Regions from separate parts of the Mus musculus genome. Here all the other regions are linked to region 3. The links are chromatin contacts, called in public promoter capture Hi-C maps. All regions are on one chromosome and are shown on one strand. The core of a region is the stretch at or near the end of the contact, and the rest is flanking DNA. Distances in the headings are between cores, read along the strand shown. Region 1 holds the start of Cacna2d2 (calcium channel, voltage-dependent, alpha 2/delta subunit 2). Region 2 holds the start of Tmem115 (transmembrane protein 115). Region 3 holds the start of Grm2 (glutamate receptor, metabotropic 2). Region 4 holds the start of 6430571L13Rik (RIKEN cDNA 6430571L13 gene). Region 5 holds the start of Dock3 (dedicator of cyto-kinesis 3).

What was found. Promoter capture Hi-C pulls out the DNA fragments that hold promoters and counts their contacts.
Region 1: a contact with region 3 is called in a promoter capture Hi-C map of liver, with 6 times the contacts expected there. The contact joins the promoter of Cacna2d2 here to the promoter of Grm2 in region 3. A contact is called at or near these places in 4 of 39 promoter capture datasets (frontonasal cranial neural crest, liver and pre-B cells), 1 of 484 Hi-C or Micro-C datasets (embryonic stem cells) and 1 of 115 datasets of contacts at active chromatin or transcription factors (embryonic stem cells).
Region 2: a contact with region 3 is called in a promoter capture Hi-C map of hippocampal neurons, with 4 times the contacts expected there. The contact joins the promoter of Tmem115 here to the promoter of Grm2 in region 3. A contact is called at or near these places in 5 of 39 promoter capture datasets (the C10 cell line, embryonic stem cells, hippocampal neurons and 1 more) and 2 of 115 datasets of contacts at active chromatin or transcription factors (bone marrow-derived macrophages and stem cell-derived neural progenitor cells).
Region 4: a contact with region 3 is called in a promoter capture Hi-C map of liver, with 4 times the contacts expected there. The contact joins the promoter of 6430571L13Rik here to the promoter of Grm2 in region 3. A contact is called at or near these places in 2 of 39 promoter capture datasets (embryonic stem cells and liver), 4 of 115 datasets of contacts at active chromatin or transcription factors (astrocytes, bone marrow-derived macrophages, embryonic forebrain and 1 more) and 1 of 9 other capture datasets (liver).
Region 5: a promoter capture Hi-C map of liver shows a contact between it and region 3, with 4 times the contacts expected there. The contact joins the promoter of Dock3 here to the promoter of Grm2 in region 3. A contact is called at or near these places in 11 of 39 promoter capture datasets (the C10 cell line, HPC-7-derived erythroid cells, cranial neural crest and 7 more), 1 of 15 datasets of contacts at CTCF or cohesin (large pre-B cells) and 1 of 9 other capture datasets (embryonic stem cells).

What each region holds. Positions count from the first base shown.
Region 1 is chr9:107,398,492-107,401,191 of GRCm38.p6, reverse strand. Cacna2d2 (calcium channel, voltage-dependent, alpha 2/delta subunit 2) reads right to left here and starts at 1,312. Exons shown (of 38, transcript NM_001174049.1): 1 at 909-1,312. The coding sequence starts at 1,123.
Region 2 is chr9:107,532,695-107,535,394 of GRCm38.p6, reverse strand. It overlaps Tmem115 (transmembrane protein 115), which reads right to left and starts at 1,450. Exons shown (of 2, transcript NM_019704.2): 1 at 66-1,450. The coding sequence starts at 916.
Region 3 is chr9:106,654,753-106,657,452 of GRCm38.p6, reverse strand. Grm2 (glutamate receptor, metabotropic 2) reads left to right here and starts at 1,344. Exons shown (of 6, transcript NM_001160353.1): 1 at 1,344-1,427.
Region 4 is chr9:107,339,194-107,341,893 of GRCm38.p6, reverse strand. It overlaps 6430571L13Rik (RIKEN cDNA 6430571L13 gene), which reads right to left and starts at 1,254. Exons shown (of 6, transcript NM_175486.3): 1 at 1,106-1,254; 2 at 477-583. It also overlaps a transcript of Hemk1 not described here.
Region 5 is chr9:107,230,626-107,233,325 of GRCm38.p6, reverse strand. It overlaps Dock3 (dedicator of cyto-kinesis 3), which reads left to right and starts at 1,417. Exons shown (of 53, transcript NM_153413.2): 1 at 1,417-1,854. The coding sequence starts at 1,818.

The DNA of each region.
Region 1 (2,700 bases), core at 63-2,562, 740 kb before region 3:
TGCCCCAAAGGGTGTCTGGACACTGACATATGGCTAAGGCACGGTGTCAAGAAACAGATGTTGTCCTAAAGGCCACATGCAGAATACCCACTCCTTATCCAGACACATCTGCCCGACTCTACCAGATCTTGGGGAAGGTGAAGAGGCTCAGACTGACCATAATAACCACTAGCAAGAGCTGGCAGAACCTGGAAATGCTATTACCCAGTTGGTAGCAGGAGCGACAGTGTCAGCATCAGGAGCAGGCAGGGGTCCTCCCTGTCATTCACCTTCTGACCCAACCCCAGCACCTTTACCTCCTTATTGAGCTATCCAGGGACGTCCCCTCAGGTGGGCGATCAAGAACAGGTGACATTGACCGAAGCAAGAAGGCGCTGGCACCCTCTGCATCCAGTATCGCTCCCCCCCCCCAAGGAAAAGGCCCAAGAAGACAGGTGTGGATGTAACCCCACGTCTGACTCTAAAGCGCCAGGTTCCCACCAGGGATAAAACACTGGGCAGATGCCTGGCTCCAAGTCTACCGGGCAGGGGTCGTTGGCCATTCTCTCGACCAACCTCAGGCTCCTCTATCACCGGACAGTGGCAGGAGTATAAACTGGCAGACTCGACCCCCACCCCATCCCTAAGCTTGAAGATGTTTTGCTCTGTCCCGTTGCAGGGGGTGGGGTGGGGGCGGTCTATGGGAAGCAGGGCACCGCAAGGAAGTTTCGCGACGCAGCCAGAAGCTCCGGGACCCTGGCTGCCAGCCCACGGGGGTTTGTAGCCGACACCCTCACTTGCAGCATGCCATGGGAACCAGAGCCCCCGCCCCGACACCCGGAGTGGAGAGTGGAGGGGCAGACGCGGGCTGAGGGGCGCAAGGGAGCGCGGGGCTCTGCGGGGTCCCGCGGCCGGCTGAGGCCACTTACGTGTGCTGCTGGGGGAAGCTGTAGGCAGAGGCGCCGGGGGCGGTGAGCAGCGGTAAAAGCAACAGAGGCGGCAGCAAGAGCAAGAGCGGGCGTGCGGGCCCGGACGCTGGGCCCCGGGGGTCAGGGCAGGGCCGGGGGCCGCGACCGGGCCAGGGGCGAGCGGTCCGCACCGGGCCGGGCCAAGAAGCGCCGCAGGTCCGAGCCGGCACCGCCATGTTTCCATTCAAGATGCGGCGCCGCGGGGAGGGAGGGGGGACGGCGGCGGCGGGATGGAGGTGGGGGGGCGCGGGCGGCGGGCGGAAAGCCGGCCTCTTCTCCACCTCCTTCTCCGCGCGGGGCCTCCGGGGCTGCACTGGCCGCAGCGCCTCTGCGGGCTGCGCGCAGCGATCTCCCCGCCGCGCTGGCTCCAAGCGCTTTGAGCGCCTGGCCCGGGACCTGCGCTCAAATAGCGGCCGCCGCCAACCTGCCGGCGCCGCCCTCCCCTGTCGCTCCCTCCCTCATTCCCTCCCTCCCTCTCCTTGGCCGGCCCGCCTCCGCGCGCCCCCGCCGCGGTCACGCGCCCGCCTGTGCCCGCGCGCCCCTCGTCCCCGTTCACCCCGGAGCCTGCCCTACTGGCTCGCGCAAACCGATCCGAATCCAAGCTCGCGAGTCCTGAGCCCCAGCCGTGGTCCCAGCGCCCAGTGCACGTCCCCGCCCCCACACCTCAGACCGGGGGACTCCTCTTGGCCCTGCGAGTGGGAACTCTCCCTAGGCAGTTGCACATATGACCCTTCTGGGACTCGACCTTCAACAGGCTTAAGGCCTGGAGTCACAGGTTTAAATGGTGGAATGGCAGGCTTCTGCAGACTACAGAGGAGAATGGCAGTCCTGTCACACCCACAGAAGAAGCTCCAGCTACCTCAAGATTTCTTTCTGTGGGGATCGGGGTGAGGGGGTTGGGGGCGTGGGGGGGGCAGCCCTTGGCAGAAAAACGGATCTTGGTTCTCCTAGTTCCTTGGAAGAGAGTCCAGCGGCACAGATGTGGGGACTGAAGGAAGCGGGATACCTCAGCTCTTGCTTTGCTCCACTTTACTGTCCAGACAACACGGGCCACGGAGCCCAAGCCTCCGCTCCCTGGACTTGCACAGCTTCGGGTCAGACTCGTCTAGAGGCAGGAAGCTCAGTCTAGCATAAACCACTCACTTTTGTCCTGGTGGGACCTGGCATCTTCCTGCTGTAGTTACAACAATGAGCTGTGTGTAACATTCAGCGTGTGGGCCACCTTCTCAGAGCCTTCCCTTTTCATAGGAATACCCCTGTAAGGCTGCAGTGCCATTTCCAGGATGCAGTGAGAAAGGGGTTGAATGTCTGGTAGCAGAAGCACTCACAGTTTCGAAGAGCATTCCAAGGACCTGCTCAGGTTGGCCCTTGAGCCCCACTTTGCCAGCCCCCAACGCTGACCCACAGTGGTGAGAATGCTCCCTGCCACCCTGCCACAGGACCCCCTTTGGCTGCCCACAGACTCTGCCAAACAAGACACTAAGGGCTTATTAACTGGTTGGTGGCTCAGTTCAGAGATGTCCAAGGACTCTCATCCCATGCCTGGGTAGGTCACCCAACATCTACTCACAACCGACTTTCCAGAGAGAGGAGAGAACAGTAGCCTCTGGGCCAAGGGGTACAGAAGTGATATAGACTCAGACAACCTTTCCTGACTTTCAACTCTGCTGTGGGCTTCCCATCTTTCCCCACTCCTAAAAATAAAGGCTTGACAAGAGCACATCTTCCTCTTCTCTAGATCTGAGTGAAGTTT
Region 2 (2,700 bases), core at 201-2,700, 880 kb before region 3:
CAATGGCTGGTTATGTGGCCACACCAACAGTCTAGCTACCAAGATTTTAGAGAAGTTCCCAGTACCTTCTGCGCTCCGCATCTTGAGGGTCTGTGCCTGGGAGGCTGATAGTGATGGACGACGGCGCTCCCACATCGTAGCGCTTCACTGTCTTCTGGCATATCTTTACTTTCACCAGGAGGCCGTGCACCAAGTTCGCTAGCAGCCCCACCACCGGTTGCAGGATCTCCGGGAAGAAGGTGGCAAAAGCAAAATGGTCAGCCATGTCCCCTCGGCCCCGGCTATGGCGCTGATAGAAGCGAAGATACACCCAACTGGATAGCAGCCCAAAGCCGTAGGAAGCCAGGGCTGGGCTCTGGAGCAGCGTGGCCAACCGGAGGAGTAGCAGCAACGCCAGCAACAGCATGGGAACGACGCTGACGCGGACCTGGGGCACTCGCAGAACCACACAGTCTCCCATAGTTTGCTTGAGGGCTACCAGAACACCACCTAGGAAACCCAGGGCGCCGTGGATACGAATAGTGAACAGGTAAACCAAGTTGAAGGAAGCCATGTAGGTGAGGAGGTAGGCGAGGGCCCCCAGAAGCCCCACTGACACATTCACCACCGAGAAGAAGATGAGCAGCTCCAAGGCTCCCCAGAGGGGCTCCAGTAATCGCCCGGCCACAACCACTGTGGCCAGGCTAATGGCCACGTCCCACACGTGCTGTTCCATGAGCCCGTGGGTGGCCAGGGTCCAGATCCAGAAGTTGGGTGGGAAAAGGTAGCCTGGGGTGACGGCCAGGCAGCCCGTGTCCACAGCGAAGGAAAGCAGGTAGAGAAACAGTACCACGGCGCACAGTGCCTTCACCACCACGCTGGCGCTGGCCAGGATGGCCCCCAGATGTTGGCGGGCACCAGGTAGGGCGCGTTGCATCTTCCTGGCGGACGTTGGCTTAAGGGAATGTGTGGAAGGTGGCCTAGGGGCCTCCCCGGGGCCTCGTCCCAGTTCGGCCCCGACGGGAGGCCCGGGCCCGGCTACTTCACTGGCTTCTGTTCCGTGGGAAGGCTCTGGTTCCGGTTTGATCCGGTTGTAGTTCCAAAGCGAGGAGAAAGTCTTCTTGCCGGGGACCTGTCGTTAGGCCCTGGGTAGCTTGGGCTCGCCTGCCTGCGGGTTCCGTCGGCCCAGCGGCCAGGCTAGCGTTAATCTCAAGGCTAGGCTTCCTCCATCCACTCTGAGACTCTGCGATCTGCGGGGAACTGGTGCCTCGTTCCGGCCCAAGTCAAGCCCGTTTAGCTCCGGCTGGGCTAGGGTTTTGGCTTGACGGTACCTCCTCCCCTCTCCGGGGCCGACAAACAGGGGCGCCGCGCCTGCGCGCCCCCGCCGGCGGCCGCGGCAGTACGCCCTCTGAGCGCTTGCCTTCCGGCTTCTCGGCATGCTGGGATACGGAGTCCTTGGGACCTAGCCGACCGGTTTCTTCATAGAACCACAAGTCCCAGAAGCTGTGCGCCGACCGGTCCCGTAGAGTGTACGGGCTAGGGAGCTTGGGAGTTGTAGTTTTCAGTGCTTACTCCTCCAGTTCTTAGGAGTTATGGAAGTTGAGATCAGTATTCCTGATGCAGTAAAGGGAGGTGTTAAGTGGGCGGGTTCAAGAGGTAGCACCGCCTTGGGCCACACACACTTGCTCAATTCTTTGGAGGAGATTGGCTCTATTTAGGATTTGTACAGGTACAGCAGTGTCTTTGTAAGCAGGTACATAAGAATGTGAACGGTTCTGATGAGTTGTACCAACGTGTGTGAACTAACCAGAAACTGTCGTCTGGCAAGTGAAGCCTAAGATGGGCTTGTTCAGTCATTTGTAGTCACTGTGTTATTGACCAAGTTCCCCGCTGCAATTTCAGGAGCCTTAAAAATGATGATGATGGCAGGCTCTTCCTATCTTAACGATCAAAGAAGGCAACTGTGTAAACGACTTGCCATTGTTGTATTGGGTGTTCGTTCACATTGTCCTTGTTCCAGCGAATTGTACTTGTAATTGTACATGAACTTTCCACCTAAGGGGGAATAAGGGTCAAGGCTGTGCTACTTCAGCGACTCTTTTCCCACTTGATTCCACTGGACAGAGAAATCTCCCTTGAGCTGGAGCGATGGATTAGCGGTTAAGAGCACTGACTGCTCTTCTAGAGGACCTGGGTTCAATTCCCAGCAACCACATGGCAGCTCATAACTGTAACTCCAGTTCCAGGGTTTCTGACACCCTTACACAGACACACATGCAGGCAAAACACCAATGAACATTAAAGAAAAAATATATTTAAGTCTCTCTATAAGTGCCAAGTTGGTCTAGGCTCAACTTTATGCTATAGTGGCTGTCAACAGGGTGTTTGAGATGTATTTAAAAGTTATTTTATAGCCGGGCGTGGTGGCACACACCTTTAATCCCAGCACTCGGGAGGAAGAGGCAGGTGGATTTCTGAGTTCGAGGCCAGCCTGGTCTACAAAGTGAGTTTTAGGACAGCCAGGGCTATACAGAGAAACCCTGTCTCGACCCTCCCCCACCCCCAAAAAAGTTATTTTATTTACATGTATGTGTGTCTTTGTGTGTATATGCCGTTAAGTGTGCAAGCCACCACAGAGGCCACAGCATGTCGGAAGCTGGATTTCTGAGCCACCAGATGTGGGTGCTGGGGTACAGGTTCTCTGTAAGAGCATCAGGCATT
Region 3 (2,700 bases), core at 95-2,594:
GCTGTGGTCTTTACTGATCAACGGGGCATCCAGTTTCTGTGTCCAGGGAAAAGGCCTATCTTTGTCATCCCCTCCCCCAAATGCCACATGCCCGTGCGGGAGGTGCCTGAGGGGGGGGTCTCTGCATGGCACAGCATGCACATATCTGAGCTGACCTTGCTTCCACTGACACCTGTGGAAGACAGGTCTGTGCTGGAGGCTTGGGTGGGGATGCTGTGCCCTAGTGCAGGGTAGTGCTTGTTGGGGTGTGTACATGCTGCAGGCATAGGACAAGCTCTGAGGCCCAGTCTCAGCACAGACCTTCCCCCCAGATCCTTCAGCACAGCCTGACACTACAAAGCTTATCCACCACCCCCTACCCAGGGGTGTCCTTCCCCATCCTGCTGTGGGAGGAAGGAGTCAAGCAGCTTCTCAGAGCTGTCCTCCCTCTGCTCAGGCTCCTGCTCAGGCTCTAGCTCCCGATCCCTCCTACGCAGCAGCCAGTTCCTGGAGCCTTTCCTCAGCCACCTCCCCTTCTAACCCCCACTCCCTGCCCTTCTAACCCCTAACCCTGGCTCACTGGGTCCCTCGGGGTTGATCCCAGTCCTTTGCCCAGAAGCCCCTCTACCCCCGTGGCCTGATATCTCTACCGTAAATGCCCTTTGCTCATAGGAGCAGAGATTTCATGGGGGAGGGGCAGCAGCTTTAAAGGTCATCTTCGGGAAGGAAGGGGAGGCCCATCCTCTGACCTCCCCCTCCTAATCTTTTCTTTCCTAGTGACTCAGGCCCTAGCTCTAACACGGGGCCTGTCTACTATGTAGCTGCAGTCACTGCGTGGAGAGAATGGATGGAAAAACAGGGGCAGACTTGCAGCAACAAGCCAAGCACTCCACCACCTGCCTCCTGTGTACCCTTTTACCTATGCCCCAGTGTTAGCTCTCATCCCCAAGGCCCACCTCTTACTCCGTGGCATATAGGAGCCTAAAGCACCGTGCTCACTCTGCTAGCTCAGTGACCTTTCCAGGCCACTGTCTCATCTGTTCCTGCCTGGTCGCAGTCTGACTGAGGGGCAGAGGGGGCTGAGAGGCACCTGCTCCAGCGCACAGTGGGAGCGCCCGGGGATTCAGCACCACACTGTGGACAGCTCCAGGCCCTGCGGACCTGTCAAGAGCGGGATCTGCTGGAAGCTGCTGGAGGCGCTGGGCTGGGAACCCTGGGGAGGTCCGGCAAAGCCGGAGGTGCAGGCCAAATTGGGGCGGGGTGGCAGGGGGTGGTGGGGAAGAGGACCCGGAGTCCGGAGGAACGGAGGAGGGGCTGGGGGCGGGTCGGGGCCGGGGGCGGGGCAGGCTGCGATTGAAAGCGGCAGGGCGGGCCGGCGGAGAGCGCAGAGCCAGCGAGAGAGCCAGCAAGCGGGAACCGGAGCCCCGCGCCAGAGCTGGGAGCGCCAGGTAGGGTTAGCCCTTGGTGCCGCCGTCACTGCCAACCTTTTTTAGCCCTGACCCCACATCCCGGGGCCCCGCGGGTCCTAGAGTTCTGGAGCACCCGGGCCGAGACGTCCAGACAGCGCTTTCTGGGAGCTCCGGGAAGCGGGAAGACCGTCCCGGGCACCCCGCCTTTCTTCCCAAGAGAACGCACGCCCTGCATCGCGCTTTCCAGTTCCTCCTGCTCCAGCGTCCTCTGGTCCTTCTTTCTGTCTGTGTCTCTGTCTTTGTCTCAGCCTCTCAGGCTTGCTTGTCCTCTCATCAGATATTTGTGGTCCTGCCCCTCGGCTGCTGGACTCCCAGGTTCTGCCTCCTTCCCTGCCTCAGAGTCCATCAGAGCCTCCCCTGGCTGCCCCATCTGTGTTAGTCTTCAACCCTGATCCTCTCTCCTGTTTGCCTGGCTGAGCTGCTTCTTTGGGGTCCTCTCAGGCTTCCCAGCCTCTGCCCTGACACCAGCAGACTAGTCCAGTGAGAAGCTGTAGTCGCTGTGGCCAGGACGGGGGTCCTTGAAGTAGTTGCTGTTCTCTTCAGCTGTAGTTCCTTACCAATCCCAAGGAACGATATGCCCCTCTCCCAGTCTGCATGATTTCAAGAGCCTGTCTGTGTAGGGTTAATGTAAGGTGGATCGTTAGGTACAGATTAGATCAGATGCAGGGTAAAGAAGATGGGAGCAGAACTCTAAGGTCAGTCAAAGGCTGAGAAAGGGAAGGCTGGAAGTGATTGTCTGCTGGGTTTGGAGTGAGTGAAGAGAGACAGACGCTAAGTCTCCAGCAGCCTCCTATGAAAAGCTAGGGCACCCACAACTCAGCTCCAGTACTGTTCAGAGGTCTCACCGGGTTAACTGACCCCCATCTATGGCATGCATATATATCCATCCATATCTATTTACTCTGCTGACATAAGACCTTTAACTACATGGCACCTTCTCTGAGGCCAGCCCCTCCACCTTGCTGTCTCACTGGGATGAGTGAGGATCTCCTTTCCGTTCTCAATCAGGAGACTTTGAGGGCTGGCCCTTTAAGAACCATAGTCTAGGACCCTGGGTGTCCACCTGGGCTCTAGTTTCTCTTGGGCTAGAAACTATCCCATAGAGACTCCCCCCTCTCTGTGGTGGGTCTTTCAATGTCCCTACTCTGGGAATCCAAGGCTCAGAATGGGAGCCAGACCCCTGAGTGTGTAACTGCTACGGCCTCAGCTACTACAGTATTGGTCTCCTAGGAGGTTTGTGTAGGCCCGTTGG
Region 4 (2,700 bases), core at 5-2,504, 680 kb before region 3:
TCCCTCCTTCTGCTTGGGAAACACTTGCCCAAGACTCAGACACACCTGATATAACCTCAGGCAAGTCACCCCTCTTCTCTGTGTCTAGTTTTTCTCAAAGTGGGAAATATTACGAACAACCCCATGGTGTTGTAGGGTTAATGGTATATCAGAATGAACCAGTCCCCAGTGGGGTGTGGAGGGAAGAACTTAGATGAGCACAGAAGGCATCCAATAAATGTTCCAAATCCCCATCACTACCACCAACAACCCAGGAGGAGTTAGACACAGCAGTCCCTGGTCCTAGTCAGCTGTGAGACCCATGCTATGGTTGGGACTAGGATGGGGCTGGTGTAGAGACACCAAGAGGCAGGAAGGGTAGACCGAGCTAGATCTTCTGGCAAGGAAGTTGGCAGGGGTGATCCTTGGGCTACCTCCTTTACTCGTAGATGTAAGGCACGGAGTTACATCTTCAGAGGCACTGATGAAATACTCACTTTGAAACACCTATTTCCCTCCGGAGGATGGAAGATCACCCAGCCTCTGTGGGTCTTGGGTAAAGCAGAGTGGGAATGAGTCCTAGCAGTGCTGCAGAGGGGCAGACCTAGAAAGAGAAAGAATTTCTAGCCTATGGCTACATATATGTTTCTCTGTGCGTCTCATAGGTGTACATGGGATGCCTCCTCTTGCAGGTGTGCACATACGTATGAGCGGTGTGCACATATCGTTCATGGTCCCTTAGGAAGGAGCAAAGCTGGCAGAGGGTCATGCATGGAGTAGACGCATTCCTTTCTGTCCTCTCCAGCTTGGCTCAGCAAGAAGTCTCAGGTTCTCTTCTGGGCTCTGTCACTGATCCCAGCCATGACCTTGGACCAGACCCTTAACTTGCTCTGAGTCTGTTTATTACTGGCAAAAAAAGGAGAGAAGCCACCCTGCCGAGTATTTTATTGGCTTGTCTCGGGGGTCCAAAGGGGAAGGGAAGAACACCGGGGTAAAAGTGGTGTGCACCGCGACCTCCAAGAAGCTATCGAGTCTCTTAGTCCTCCCTATCTCAATCCCCACGCCCGCCTCCACGACCCTGTGGTTTCTCCATTCTTGCTCAGAAGCAGCCGATCTCAGCACTTACTTAATCCTCTCCGGTGCGCCGAGCTCAGTCTGAGAAGCTAAGGTTGGTAGTGACCCGCAGGAGGCGTGGGCGGGGGAACACCCAGGCCCGGGCGTTGGGGGCGACAGGTCCCGACTCAAGGTCCGCCTTGCGTGCGCGCAGGATCAGCTAGTATTAGCCTGCGCTGGCTGACAACCTGAGCTGGGGTGGGCTGGGTCCGGACCACGGAGGGGGTGGGGCTGGGATGAGCAGCCTCGGGGGATCCCCAGGAGCCGGAGTGCCTTGCCTCCTGCCCCCCCCAGCGCCTCCGGACCCTGATTGGCTGCTTCGCCTAAAGCTCGATCAGCATTGGCTCACTCGCCTGTCGCTCAGATATAGCTCTGCTCCCAGCGGGAGCTTGGACCTGAAACCGGACAGCTAAAAGAGATTCTCTCTGAGAATACCTCTGACCCTGATGGCCTGCCGGAAGTTAGGCAGAGGACCGTAGGTAGCCAGGTCCTTTCTGGGTCAGAATTCTGACTCCTGGACACCTCCACCCGCACTGGGGCAGACTTGTAAGCCGCAAAAATCATAGGTACAGAGATTTGGTGAGAGCACCACCAGACCTGGAATATTTGAAACCTAAAATGAATTCAGTTTGATCTTCTATTGAATTTATGACCTTGAACAGCAAACTGCTTCTCTTCTTTTGTCTCAGTTTCCTGCCTATATAGGAACTCTGGTGTTTTGGAACAAGGGCGGTTTTTGGTAAGTGACTCCTGGAGACTTCAGTCCAGAGATGTTGAGATGGAATTATCTGTGTGATAGCCCACCTATTCCTCTCATAATAGTTTTCATCCACAGCAAAATTCATCTCAGGACAGAAGTACCGATTTCCTATACCCAAGAGCTGTATCCCCAACCATTTAAAACTACCCTCACCCCATCCCCTAAACAGACTGTGTGTAACCCAGGATGGCCCGATACTTATTATGTTGCCCAGGTTAGTCTTGAACCAAGGCAATCCTCCACCTCCTGGGTGCTTGGGTTTTAATTTTTAATTAATTAGTTTCATGTGTGAGGATGTTTTGTCTGCACACGTATCTGTACACTACATATGTGTCTGGTGTTCAAGGAAGCCAGAAGAGGGCATTGGATCCTCTGGTACTGGAGTTACAGACTGCTGTTAGCCTCCTTGTAGGTGCTCAAAATTGAACCTGGGTCCTTTGGAAAAGCAGCCAGTGCTCTTAACCACTGAGGCATTTCTCCAGACCCCCTTGTACTGGGACTTATAGGTGTGCACCAGTACACCCAACTCCCAGCCCCTCTCCCTTTTTACTCAAGTATTTTATTTTTTACTTTTTTGAAGCAGGATTTCATGTAGCCCAGTCTGGCCTTAAAAGATGAGTTTCTGGTTTCCCTGCCTCCACCTGCTGAAAACTAGGATTTATAAGTATTACCAAACCCCATTTGTGGGCATCAAACCCAGAGTTGTGTGACTGTTAGGTGAGCACATCAATTGAGCTACCCCGTGAACTATTTATTTTTGAATATTTTATGTTATTTCTTAAAATTATAAGTATGTATGTTTGGATGGGTATGTGTACATGGGTGCTTGGAATTGAAACCCAGTTCTC
Region 5 (2,700 bases), core at 168-2,667, 580 kb before region 3:
GGATACTTTGGAGAAGGAATTCACAAAGTCTGGCAATTATTAAGATATTTATTTTTAAATAATAAAAAAAGATGCCTATATGTAGCCCAGGCTGGCCTCCCCAGGCTGGATTCTTTTGCCTCACCTTTCACAGTGGTATAATTACAAGTGAGTGTCACTTGCATCAGAATAGTCTTATTTTAGCCCTGCTTTTCAATTAATGGCCATGAACTCACTGTTGAGTTGGGTGGAGTCTGAGAGGCCAGAAGGATGACTTTAGCCTAAAGCTTGACTGTGTGGGTCTATACGCTGACAGTCCTATGGGAGAAAGATTAGAGTTCTTGGATACAAATGGATACCTGAAATCTCAGCCAAAAGAAGAGGCTGGAGAAAATGGTGTTGGCTACTGCTCTCCCAGGAGACCTCTCTCTCTCTCTCTCTCTCTCTCTCTCTCTCTCTCTCTCTCTCCACACACACACACACACTTTAGAATAAAGCACAATAAAAATGTCACCATGTTGACTGCTGTACTAGTTTAGGCTTCCTGGATCCTGGACTAGAGATGCTGAGATGGGCTTTGAAGAATAAGACATCCAAGAGCGATAGCGAGGTATACAGTGCTGGTGACAAGAGATGTTTGGATATATGCTGGGTCTAAATATAGAGTCCAGAAGTTCCCAGTCTTTGCTCAGTAGTTGACAGTAGCGGGTCATAAGGTAATGTTGGTAGCTATCAGAGCGAATGAATTCTTAGGAGATGGAGGAATAAAGTTCTAGGAGGGAGTCAGACCTCAGGATGGCTGGAGGTGAAGACCTATGTCCCGCAGAGGCGGTGGCATAGGTCTGGGGTACACAACTAGATATAATTGGGAAAGGAAAGACTTCTTGAACATGAAGGCCGCTAAGCTTGTTCAGGCCACACACACACACCACAGCAGCCAAGTCAACAAAAGAACTCAGGAGGTGTTAGAAGCCTTGGCCTATATGCGGCATCCTAGGAGCCCAAGAACCCCCTGCACATCACTCAGTTCCTTTGAAGCGATGATCCCATTCTGCCAGCTTCTCCCTCCCGTTACTCCCTGAGCCCCGGGATGGCAGAAGAGGACCTTTCAGAGGATGTGGCTGTGATAGCAATGTGACAACGACATGAGTTTAATAACGATGTCCCCATTTTTACTGGTTCTCCTCTCTCTGACAAGAGGTGGAGCGGCCATCTCAGTACGCCTGGCATGAGACACCGTGGCCTTCCTCACGCAGGACCACGACCCCGTTCTGCGGTAGCTGCAGCCAAAGGCTCTGTTGGGGGGGGGGCGGAGGGAGTTGGCCTCCCGGGCCGGGCTATCCAATCCCTTCTCGCAGATTTCCCTCCGCTGGCCCGCAGCGGCGTCTCGTGGATTCGCGCGCGGGCTCGGGCGGGCGGCGCGAGCCCGGGTATTGCGAGCCCCCGCGCGCCAGGGAGCGGCGCATGCGCGGGCGTCCCGCGAGCCCGCTGAGGCGATCCGAGCCGCGGCGGCGCCGGGAAGCCAGCGACGGAGCTGTGAGGGACCGAACGGCGGCGCGGGGACGGTGGAGACGGACAGGTGGTGAGCCCTCGCCCGCGTCGCCAGGGGCTCCTCGGCCGCCCGTGGAGTCTCGCGGTCGGTCAGGACGTGGCATCCGGCGGTGGCGGTGGCATCCCGGACGGCCTGTGAGGGATGCGCCGCCTACTGCCCCGCGCCGCCTGACCGCCCCCGCCTTGCCTCGCGGTGCGCCACAGCCGGGCCCGCGGCCGCCCCTGCGGCCGTCCCCTGCGAGCTGTCACCCAGCCGCCGCGCCCGCGGGGCTGCGCCCGGCCCGGCCATGTGGACCCCCACGGAGGAGGAGAAATACGGCGTAGGTAGGTGAGGCTGGGGCCTGGCAGCGGCGGGGGCTCGGGGGCACGTGCCCAAGTCCCGGGCCCCGCCTCGATTGCTGCTGCCCCGGCTCCTCCGCCCCTGCCCGCACACTGTGCGGCCTCGGCGCGGGGCGGGTGCGGTACCAGCGCGGGGATGGGCCCGGGGCTCTGGGTGCGGGAGGGCGGCAGGGGGCGCTGGCGGTGCGGCCTCAGCAGGTGCGGCGGGCGGGCGGGCGGGCGGGCGAGCGGGAGGGGCCGCAAGGCCGGGGCAGTTGCGGGAGGTTTGTGATGTGAGGCGCTGGACAGTTTACCCAGGAAGATGCATCTTCAGCAGTCAAAACCTTGATTTTAGTGAATTTCTGCACCAAGGTTGATGAGCCCGATGGTTGTTTATTTTCCGATTGGAAGCTTACAAAAAAGGATGCAAAACGTTGACCTCATTCGCTCAGTCTAAAATGATGCAGATCTTTATTTTGCTTTAAGGGTTAGAAATAGTTCCTCTACTACTGTGGGAATTGTTTTGGACATACATCATTGTTAAAGTTTAGTGCATTTTGCTGACATTTTTTAAAAAAACAAATCTGTTTTCAAATGAGAACGATACTCCTTAGTTTCTTCTTAAACTGTTAGGTGAAACTCCCGAAGGTTAACGATTTCTTTTAATATTCCATTTCTTTAAAAAAAAATTCAGTTTTTAAGGGACTGAGTGTTTTATCTTTACAATGTTAGTATTTCGTGGCCAGCCACTTTACATCATTGTAAATAACCTATTGGATTTGGTTACAAATATTTAAAATGTGGAGTGTGCAGGGTTTTTTGTTCTTAGCTTGTAATGGAAAATTTTAGAAA